Regions from separate parts of the Mus musculus genome. Here region 1 is linked to region 2. A link is a contact called in public promoter capture Hi-C data. All regions are on one chromosome and are shown on one strand. The core of a region is the stretch at or near the end of the contact, and the rest is flanking DNA. Distances in the headings are between cores, read along the strand shown. Region 1 holds the start of Mrpl1 (mitochondrial ribosomal protein L1). Region 2 has its middle 82 kb from the start of Cxcl13.

Evidence for each region. Promoter capture Hi-C pulls out the DNA fragments that hold promoters and counts their contacts.
Region 1: a contact with region 2 is called in a promoter capture Hi-C map of pre-B cells. The contact joins the promoter of Mrpl1 here to the enhancer-like site in region 2. A contact is called at or near these places in 4 of 39 promoter capture datasets (the C10 cell line, liver and pre-B cells) and 1 of 484 Hi-C or Micro-C datasets (myocytes).

What each region holds. Positions count from the first base shown.
Region 1 is chr5:96,207,936-96,212,682 of GRCm38.p6, reverse strand. It overlaps Mrpl1 (mitochondrial ribosomal protein L1), which reads right to left and starts at 2,568. Exons shown (of 9, transcript NM_053158.3): 1 at 2,490-2,568. The coding sequence starts at 2,520.
Region 2 is chr5:96,036,528-96,041,274 of GRCm38.p6, reverse strand. No RefSeq gene overlaps it. Among named protein-coding and RNA genes, the nearest start is that of Cxcl13, 82 kb to the right of the region's middle. Within about 2 kb of position 3,459, at least 36 of the 459 cell types and tissues checked have an H3K27ac peak or open chromatin away from gene starts, as enhancers often do. A contact at or near this core is called in myocytes and pre-B cells, where this site is marked.

The DNA of each region.
Region 1 (4,747 bases), core at 1,319-3,818, 170 kb before region 2:
AAATGAAACGGCACTTAAGCCAGTTGTAGCAGGGAATGCCTTTAGCCCCAGCACTCAGGAGGCAGAGGCAGACAGATCTCTGTGAGTTCAAGGTCAGCCTGATATACAGAGTAAGTTCCAGGACATCTAGGGCTGTTATGGGGAGAAACTCTGTCTGGAAACAAAAATTTAAAAATCCATTTTTTAAAAAATGCATTTTTATGATAGTTCTTTATGTTGGTAGTGGTACAAATACAGAAAGACAGATTAGTAAAACAAAAAAAAAAAAAAGCTTGACAATAAAATCATCCAAATTTCCCACAACAAACGAAGAAAAAAACCCACTCATAGGTGAATGCTAATATTTAAAAGCCTTCCAGGATAAAGAAAAATGTCCTAATAACCTTTAGGGGAGGAACAGTTTCACAAACAAGGCCCAAAGGCACTAAACAAAAAGTAGTTTACTAAATGTTAAAAACTTCTGCTTAGATGGCCTAGTCGGCCATCATTGGGAAGAGAGGCCCCTTGATCTTGCAAACTTTATATGCCCCAGTACAGGGGAATGCCAGGGCCAAGAAGTGGGAGTAGGTGGGTAGGAGAGCAGGGCAGGTGAGGGGGGGTAATAGGGAACTTTCGGGATAGCATTTGAAATGCAAATAAAGAAAATATCTAATAAAAAAAAATAAAGTGACAAAAAAATCCAAAAAACAAACCTTCTGCTTATCAAATATACTTTTTAAAAATTAAGAATTGAGGCTGAGGAGACTATCAGCAAAGTGCTTGCCATGCAAGCATGAGGGCCTGCATTCACCCCACCACACATGTAAAAAACACTGAGCACAGTGACTCTTCCTCCAAATTCCAAAACCAGAAGGCTGATCGCTGTGACTCACTTGGCCAACCAGACGAGGCTAATCAACACACTCCAGGTCCTAGTGACAGACCCTGCTTCAAAAACAATGGGATGGAAAAGTTATGAGAAATATCACACTACATGCATCCACACACATGTACACACATACCTTCCCGCATGCACATACAGTGAAAAGATGAATCTAAAATGGGTAGAGTATATTTGCAACATGTTCACTGGACAAACGAGTTGTATCTTGAGTGTGAAAGAGCAACACAATTGAAAAGTAAACAAGAAGGATAAAAAGACTTCAAACTAGAAAGGAAATGCCAATAGTGTGAAAGCTGTCCACTGAGTAGTATTACCTTATTAGTAAGCAAGGATACATCAATTTAAAACACATTATAGAATTCCATATTAGCACTACTTAAAGAGTGCTCAGTAGACCTATTATAATCTGCAACCACAAAAAGGTTACACTAGCATGTGAAACAAAGCACTAAATTATACTGTTCAATGCAACAGGCAATACTTTTAATAATGGGCATGCTGGAGATGCCTGTCCCAACACATGGGAGCCTAACCCTGTCTCAAATTGTTTTTGTTTTTTAGCAAAACTTAATCAAGAAAGCAGTGTCTACTTTTATTGTGGAGATGCAGTTTGTAAACTGGATGGTCTAAGTACCATTGTTTTACAAGCACTGGAATAAGGAAGGTTATGAAGCTTATGTTCCTGGCCAGTGGGGAGACAAGACACAATAAATAGAGGAAGGAGAAGGGCTGCAAGGTCAAAGAAGAGGGGGAGTTGATTGCATTTTAAAAGTAAAGATCAATTTCATATGAGAGGTGACGGAGCTCTTACTGTGCAAGCATGAGGGGTGAAATTCAGATTCCTGGCAGCCACATAAAAGCTGGGTAAACACAGTGCAACACCTCCCACCTCCAGGGGCTTCACTGGAGACAGTGGGATCCGCAAGCTCCAGGTCCAGTGACAAACTCTGCCTCTGGAAACAGCCTGGATACTGGCTGGCAGAAGAGAGCCTCCATGGGCACACATACATATGCACTCACACACATGTGAACATGTATACATAGACCAAGTACACATACACATGAAAAAGATCTTATAGTGTATATGGCACTGTGAATTCCTATTAGCCATGTCTAACGTGCTCAGACATGGCTATACAAAACACTACAGAATTAGTCTCCAAATGATAAACACGATAGCCTCTGTAAATTTACTAACTGGAATCGCCTTTATTCATAAACACGCCAAGGTTCAGATATTTACAGATGTAAATCACTTCATATACCACCTTTCCCTTCAGGGCTCGCTTATCAAACTGAACACGCCCGCTATCCCACACACACAACAGAATCTTGCCTTGTACTCCTCACCCCTGACTATAAGTACTGCCAATGTATTTCCGCTCCCATTTCATCCTCAAAATGACCTGCTCCAAGAGAGAACCCTTGCGTTAAGTGTCGCTTTTAAGCACTGATGACCCTCTGGGCTGTGGAGCCCAGAAGATCACGGAAGCATTTCGAGGACCGAGAAGCTGACCGGTGCCTACGAGATTCTGCCATGGATTCCGCTGCAACAGGAAACTTGGCTCTAGATTTACTTTCCACGCAAGAACACTGCTCCTCTTACCTCTACGGAGGCACCTTACGGCCGCCGCCATGTTGACTGTTCCGGATTGTGCTGACGAAGTGGGTCCCGGGTTTCAACTGCACGGAAATGCGAAAAAGGGTTCCGCGCGGAAGCTGGCAAAGGGGGAAGGAGTTGGTAGGAGCAGAAGAGCAGGGCGGGGACGACCTGGCTTCAGTGCCCTCGTGGCGAGGTTCCTGTCGGTTCCCTGTCTGAGACTGCCTTTCGTGGCTCGGGTTCAAAGGTTTATCAACCTTCGGGGCGGGGGTGGGGAATGGCTTTGTTGAAAACTCTGTAATTAATTATTCATTCCTTCTTATTTTTAATTTTGGACCCTGCAGATGTACTCCGAACGGTCATTTAAATAGAGGGAACCTGGTTCTCTGACTAAAGTCTTGAGAAAGCTGAAGTGTCCCCAGCTTCCTTCGCTATACTCTTGGCCTTCTTAAGATTCGGTTTTTCTTTAAATGAATATTGCTAGGCGACCGTGCGCGGAGCTAGCGTGTGCGCGCCTCTGAGTTCAATCTTCTTCATAGCAAAGAGAAAACAGAATCCATCAAACTTCGCCTCCACCCAAGGCGGGCCAGGAGGTCCCACTCTCTCACCCCCTTCCACCCCCCTTTGAGCAAACCTTAATCTTTCATCCGTCTGCTTTTTGGTTTCCGGCTGCTGGCAAGCTGTGCTGATCAGACCTAAGGAGCAGTACACTGCTTGGAGTTTTCGAAACACGTCTAGGGTTTTGTTTTGGTTTTTGGAGTTTGTCTGTTTTTGTTTTTGTTCTACGTAGCCAATTAGAGACCAGTGCACAGGTTATTCTGACCCCTTCCTACCCCCTACCCCCCCCCCCCCCAAAAAAAAAACATCCGTTATGTCTCAGCTGCCCGTGTGGTTTCTCTAAACCAAGTCTGGTCAGGAATTAATTCATAAGAATAAACTCCTCCAGTAATTGGCCATTTCCAAAGGCTCACTTACGGGCCTCTGCCTACCTCCTCAACCAACAACCTTCCTAACACACATGCGAGTGTACACATAACACACACACACAAAGAGAGGGAGGGAGGGAGGGATGAAGGGAGGGCAGAAGACACATTTCTCACCTCTGTGACATTTTTCCTCTCTGGCTTTTGTTTGAATTATTATGCAACACATTAACAGTATTTTTTCCCCTTAAGATTTAAATTCAGACTCTGCTCATTGTTGGCAGTCTCCTTTCATACTTCCAGGACTGAATTATGGCCACTTCTTCCTGGTTTTATGTAATAAACAGAATTAGTAATTTTTTTATTTATTTGAAACAATTCTGAGACCTATTATTCTATATAATACAATTTACCAACCTAAGTGTACAATTTAGTGGGGGGTTGAGCACACAGAGCTGTGCAGCTGTCACAATGTATCTCCCCATCTCTTTGAGCTCTTTGTGGGCAGCAATCATGTCGTTCATTTTTGTAACCTCAGCACATACTACACACAGCGTCAGACCGGAAGGAAGGTCTGCAGTAAACGTTGAAAAAAAAAAAAAAATGAATCCATGCTTATATGAATTAGTGACTTGATAAGAATTTCAAGCCTGCAAAACTTGGCTTCCTGAAGCTACTCACAGAAGATGGACCTCATCAAAGCTGGAATTTTCCAGAAGCTTTATTTTTATATTTATACCTAGTAGCCATCTAAATGAATAAGATTGTTACTTATAGACTGTTCTTGTTAACATGTAAGCAGTTACTTCAAAAGCTCTGCGACTGTTTAAAAAAAAGTAAAGAAAACCTTAGAACTTGACTCTACTTTGATAACTTTGTTTCTGCTTGTCCTCTTTTCCTTCTATGCTCTTTTCACACATACCTGAGCAACTACTAAGTACCAAACCTTGTGCTTAGATGCATAGATAAGAGGGAGCTGGAAAACTGGCAGTCACCTCATGATACTTAAAGTTAACTCCGTCTAAGAATATACACAAATTCTCCTGTTGCTGGCTCTTAGATTCATCTCCACAGCTGGAGTCAGTTGGTCCTCACCTGAAAATGCCTACCATGAGAACACAACCATCCAGTCAGAACTCACAAAATGTAATAAGCTTACAACAGTATTATTATTAAAACAATGTCCTGTATAAGTTCAATGTACCTTATTGCCTGCTTTGGTCACCAGAATCTGATGGCATTCAACCAGTAAGATCCAGAGTTCAGATATTTGCAGATAGATAGATGATATTCATTAGCTTAAGACTTTAGAAAAACTATAAATTAAAAGATACTCTGAAA
Region 2 (4,747 bases), core at 2,210-4,709:
GAAACATCTGCCAATGTACTCACAGGTCATTCATCAAGGTAGCTTGGGGATGGTAGGTGCTGAGATACAGTCCAAACTAGGGAAGGATGGGATGAGATGGAATCAAGCCCAGCAGGTGAGTGACCAGCACAAGAAAGGAACCCACTTCTTAACATTTACTGTCTGTATGAAATGCATGTTAGCCATTTGCTGGAACACGAATTTTAGATCTTGTATAATATTAGCTTATTTCTGGTAACACACCTGCAAGTTGTATATACACACACACTCACACACACACACACACACACACACACACACACACACACATATATATACACGTGTATATGTATATATATATATATGTATATATATATATATTCACAACAGATAACCTTTCATGAGTTCTGAAGTTAAAATAGCAAATTTTTAAAAATAAAATTAGCTCTAAGTACTCTTTTATTCTGAGATCTAAAGCACAGCACTCTCTCCTTACTATTTATTAGTTTGCGTCTTATTAGTAATGTGTAACTACAGAGCTAAGATGATTTGTCTACATTTAGTAGACTAAAGACGATTGTGAAAATGAGTTCCTAAACATATCCCAGATGTTTAGGAAAGAGGATGGTGAATCTTCCTTTGAAATACTTATTTCTGCTGAAGTCATAATTTCAAAAATTGTAGTACTTTCACATTTATAAAAATTCTGTCTGTGTGTGAAGGGAACCTCTTTGTGTCACATATTTGAGCCAAAAATAGTCTTGTTAAATTTTTTTCTTATGCCTGTGATCATTTGTGGAAAATGATTTACATGGAAAACTAAGATAAATTTGGAAAGTTTGGGTTGATGAAAAAAGGATTTTATGTTCTGAATATGTGAATTTTTTTGAGGATTTTTATTTTTGTGGCAGAAAATTATGTTCAGGTATGAACCTGGGAATAGCAGTAGGACTTGAAACCTTGTACCTTTCTCCTCCATTTTATTAAGTAGAAACCCAGTGTTACTAATTAACAGTCTGCTGGTTACGCTTGCTGTTTGTAAGGAACTTCTATAAGTTTAGTGTTAGACTCAAGCCCAGTCAACCCAGTTTATAATTTAGGATTTCCAGTTTCTCAGACTCGATTTCTTCCATCTTATGGATACTTAGGAACTTAATTCATAGTTGGGAGATAGGGGGATTATTTGTGTGTTTGTTATAGTAAAATAAGGAGGGTTATATATGATCAAGGGTGAGAACTCATAAAATTAAAAAACTTATCAAAGAAACTCGGCATGGTGGTGTATGCATGTAATCTCTACGCCTAAGAGGCAAAGAAACATAAGGGTGACCGGTAAGTCTGAAGCCAGTCTGATTTAAATAGTGAGTTCTAGGCTAGCCAGGTCTACCTACCTCTCAAATGTACTCACTCTACATACAGAAAACCTCCTCTCAGATACTCCTGCCCTGACACCAAACGCTATGTAAAACAAAATGCTTCCTGTGCATTTATAGTTAGTTTTAGAACTCCTTTTCAAATTCCAAGTCACAGCATATGGGCTTAGCTGCCATCTATGAGGACCCTCCCATTTTCTCCATTGTTCTTTAATTGAAATCCTACTGGGATGACTAGAAATGGCTCTTTGTCTGCTAGGATTGAATGTTTAGAACACCTGCTGTCTAAATAAACACCAAAGAACCTCTTCCAAGTAGATGGTGTGGTCCAGCCACAGACATACTCAGCTGTCTGTAGGAACAAATGCTGGGTCATGTGGTCACTCGGTGACGTTTGCCACATCCTGAAAACAAATGCCAAAGAGAGGAATAAGAAATCCTTTCAGCATATGTGTCAAAGACTGGAGAGAGCCTTGAATCATGGGTATTAAAAGTAACCACAAGATTTTTATCCATTTTTCAGAATTATGCAACCGCTATACAACATTTTCAGAACTATAGTATCGCAGCTGTTATTCTCTGGGGAATCAAGTCTTCACAGACCACCAGAGTCCTGTGTCTTTTGTGTCTTTTCTTTCCCTTAGAAAACTCTTGACCAACAGAGATGAGGGTAGGATCATCAGCTCTGTTCTGTTCCTCAACTCTCCTCTTTGTGACCCTGAGAGGTACCAAGAGGAGGGTCTGGGAAAAAAAGGGGGGAGAGGGAAAGATAAGAATTGGGAACAAAACACCCATGGAAGGAGTTACAGAGACAAAGTTTGGAGCGGAAATGAAAGGATGGACCATCTAGAGACTGCCATACCCGGGGATCCATCCCATAATCAGCCTCTAAACGCTGACACCATTGCATACACTAGCAAGATTTTGCTGAAAGGACGCTGATACAGCTGTCTCTTGTGAGGCTATGCTGGTGCCTGGCAAACACAGACGTGGATGCTCACAGTCAGCTATTGGGTGGATCACAGGGCCCCCATTGGAGGAGCTAGAGAAAGAACCCAAGGAGCTAAAGGGGTCTGCAACCCTATAGGTGGAACAACAATATGAACTAACCAGTAGCGCCCCCCCCCCAGAGCTCGTGTTTCTAGCTGCATATGTATCATAAGATGGCCTAGTCGGCCATCACTGGAAAGAGAGGTCCCTTGGTCTTGCAAACTTTATATGCCTCAGTACAGGGGAACGAACGCCAGGGCCAAGAAGTGGGAGTGTGTGTGTGTGTGGGGGGGGGAGTATGAGGGGACTTTTGGGATAGCATTGGAAATGTAAATGAAGAAAATACCTAATAAAAAAAAACTTTAAAAAAAAACACATCCTCAAAAAAAAAAAAAAAAAGAACGGAGATATATACACACACACACACACACACACATACAAGCATGCACACACACACCACACACACAAGCATTCACACACACCACACACACACAGAGAGACACACATTAACCAAATCCAACTAGATCCATGGTTTTAAATACATGTGTAGAAAGATAGGCTGTTCCTTTCCTGAAGGGCATTAATACATCTCTGGGTTGATAATACGTTCCAAAACTATAGGATTATATGAAGTCTTGTAAAACATTTCATTGGGCTTTAATACTGGTTGGTTTTTAATTCATTGATATTTAAATTGATTCTTGTGTTTTCCTGTTGTGAGTGAAAATAATGTGCTCTATGTTTGCATTCTGATATTAAAATTGACCTTGCTAGCATGGATACACATGCAAACTTTAGTTTCTAATCTGCTTTCTCCACGACCGTCCTGTGAGCCAGGGCTTAAACTCCTGACAGATGGTGTGGCGTTGAATGCTGCTGCTAACTGAGCATGCCAGGAATTTAGAGTTGCCTAAACAGGGTAATACATGGCCTGTGGGAAGACAGCTGAGTTGGAACAGAATTAGAGGTGAGGAGGTTAGACACATTTCCCTAAAACAGACTGCATTCCAGAGTCTCAGTAAAAGCCATTTAGAAAAAGCATTTAGACGGCAGGAAGGGTCTACTGAAGAGTGCAGTCGCATGGATGGATGATGGAACTAGGGTTCAACAGAGCCTGCCAAACATGGAAAGGGGAAGTGAAAGAGACAGACGTACCTCTGAAAGTGGAGAATGCCGGCCCCAGAGAGACTATACCTCTCTGCTTCCCAGAAACGTGGTTTGCTGTCTCATGCTTTGAGCATTGTGTGGCTATGAATTGGAGAGCTCTTAACACGGATAGTTCACACTGTATAAGGATTCAGTTGAAAAAGGCGAACTTCCTGAAATGACAACGCCTTCTAGCCATCCTGATCCAAAAGCCTTGTTTGTCTATGGTTAGTATAGCCCTGTAGCCCCCTCTTGCCTATTACTTTCTCAGTGCTAGCAGTCAAAGCCAGAGCCTCATGAATTCTAGGCAAGCCCTCTGTGCCGGAGCTCTGTCCCCAGCCTTCAGATTCCAGGAAGGAAACCGCTGGTGTCTGTCATAGTTCAATTTCTTCATGTGCCTCAAGGGCAGAGCCCTGTGGGAAGAGCTCCTCTGGAAGGTTGAAACGCTAGAACGACAGCCTGAGCTCAGGTAGTCTACTGTACAAGGAGATGGACAGGAATCGGACAAATGAACCTATGATTGTAATTCAAGATAACCAAGAAAACTGTCCTAAAGAAGCTGTCAAGAAGATTGAAAAGCAAGACAGGGATCAGTGAAGAAGACGGGTTTTTACAAACGATTTAGGAAAAGTTTGTGAAGGGTGTCTGAGGTCATTACTGATAAAAGAAATCACGTAAACACATGAACCAAGGTCTACCTGTCCCCTCCTGGTGCATACACACCACATAAAATGTGCTGAGGTCTCCTGAATAAATAAATCTACCCTCATGTTCAATTTCTGGCTTAAATTTGTGTCGAATAAATATGTTTTGAATATTTGAAAACTTACACAAGCTTACAGAATACAAAAAAAAAAAGAGGCCATGGGCTTTTGACAACTGGGTAGATTTTAATTTGGAGCAGACAAGAGGGTTCATCAAGTAAAGATGCCTGCTGCCAAGCCTGATGACCCGGGCTAATCCCTGGGAACCATATACGTAGTGGAAGGAGAGCTGATTTCAATACCAACTCCTTCCCTCCACCCAAATGCACGATAAATGAAAACACAAAAAGGATTTAGGTTAGAAATTCTACCCGCTTCCTTGTTATATGACCATAAATGACCTATCCAGCCTCTCTCTCTGAGTACATATCTATAAAAGTGAGGCATTTAAGAGTGTGCTCTCGAGAAACTCTAAGGGTTAAATCAGAAGACATTGAGCCCACCCGCATGCTAGATTCTCTGCGCTTCTGTCCTTACCCTTGCCCTTACAAGCCC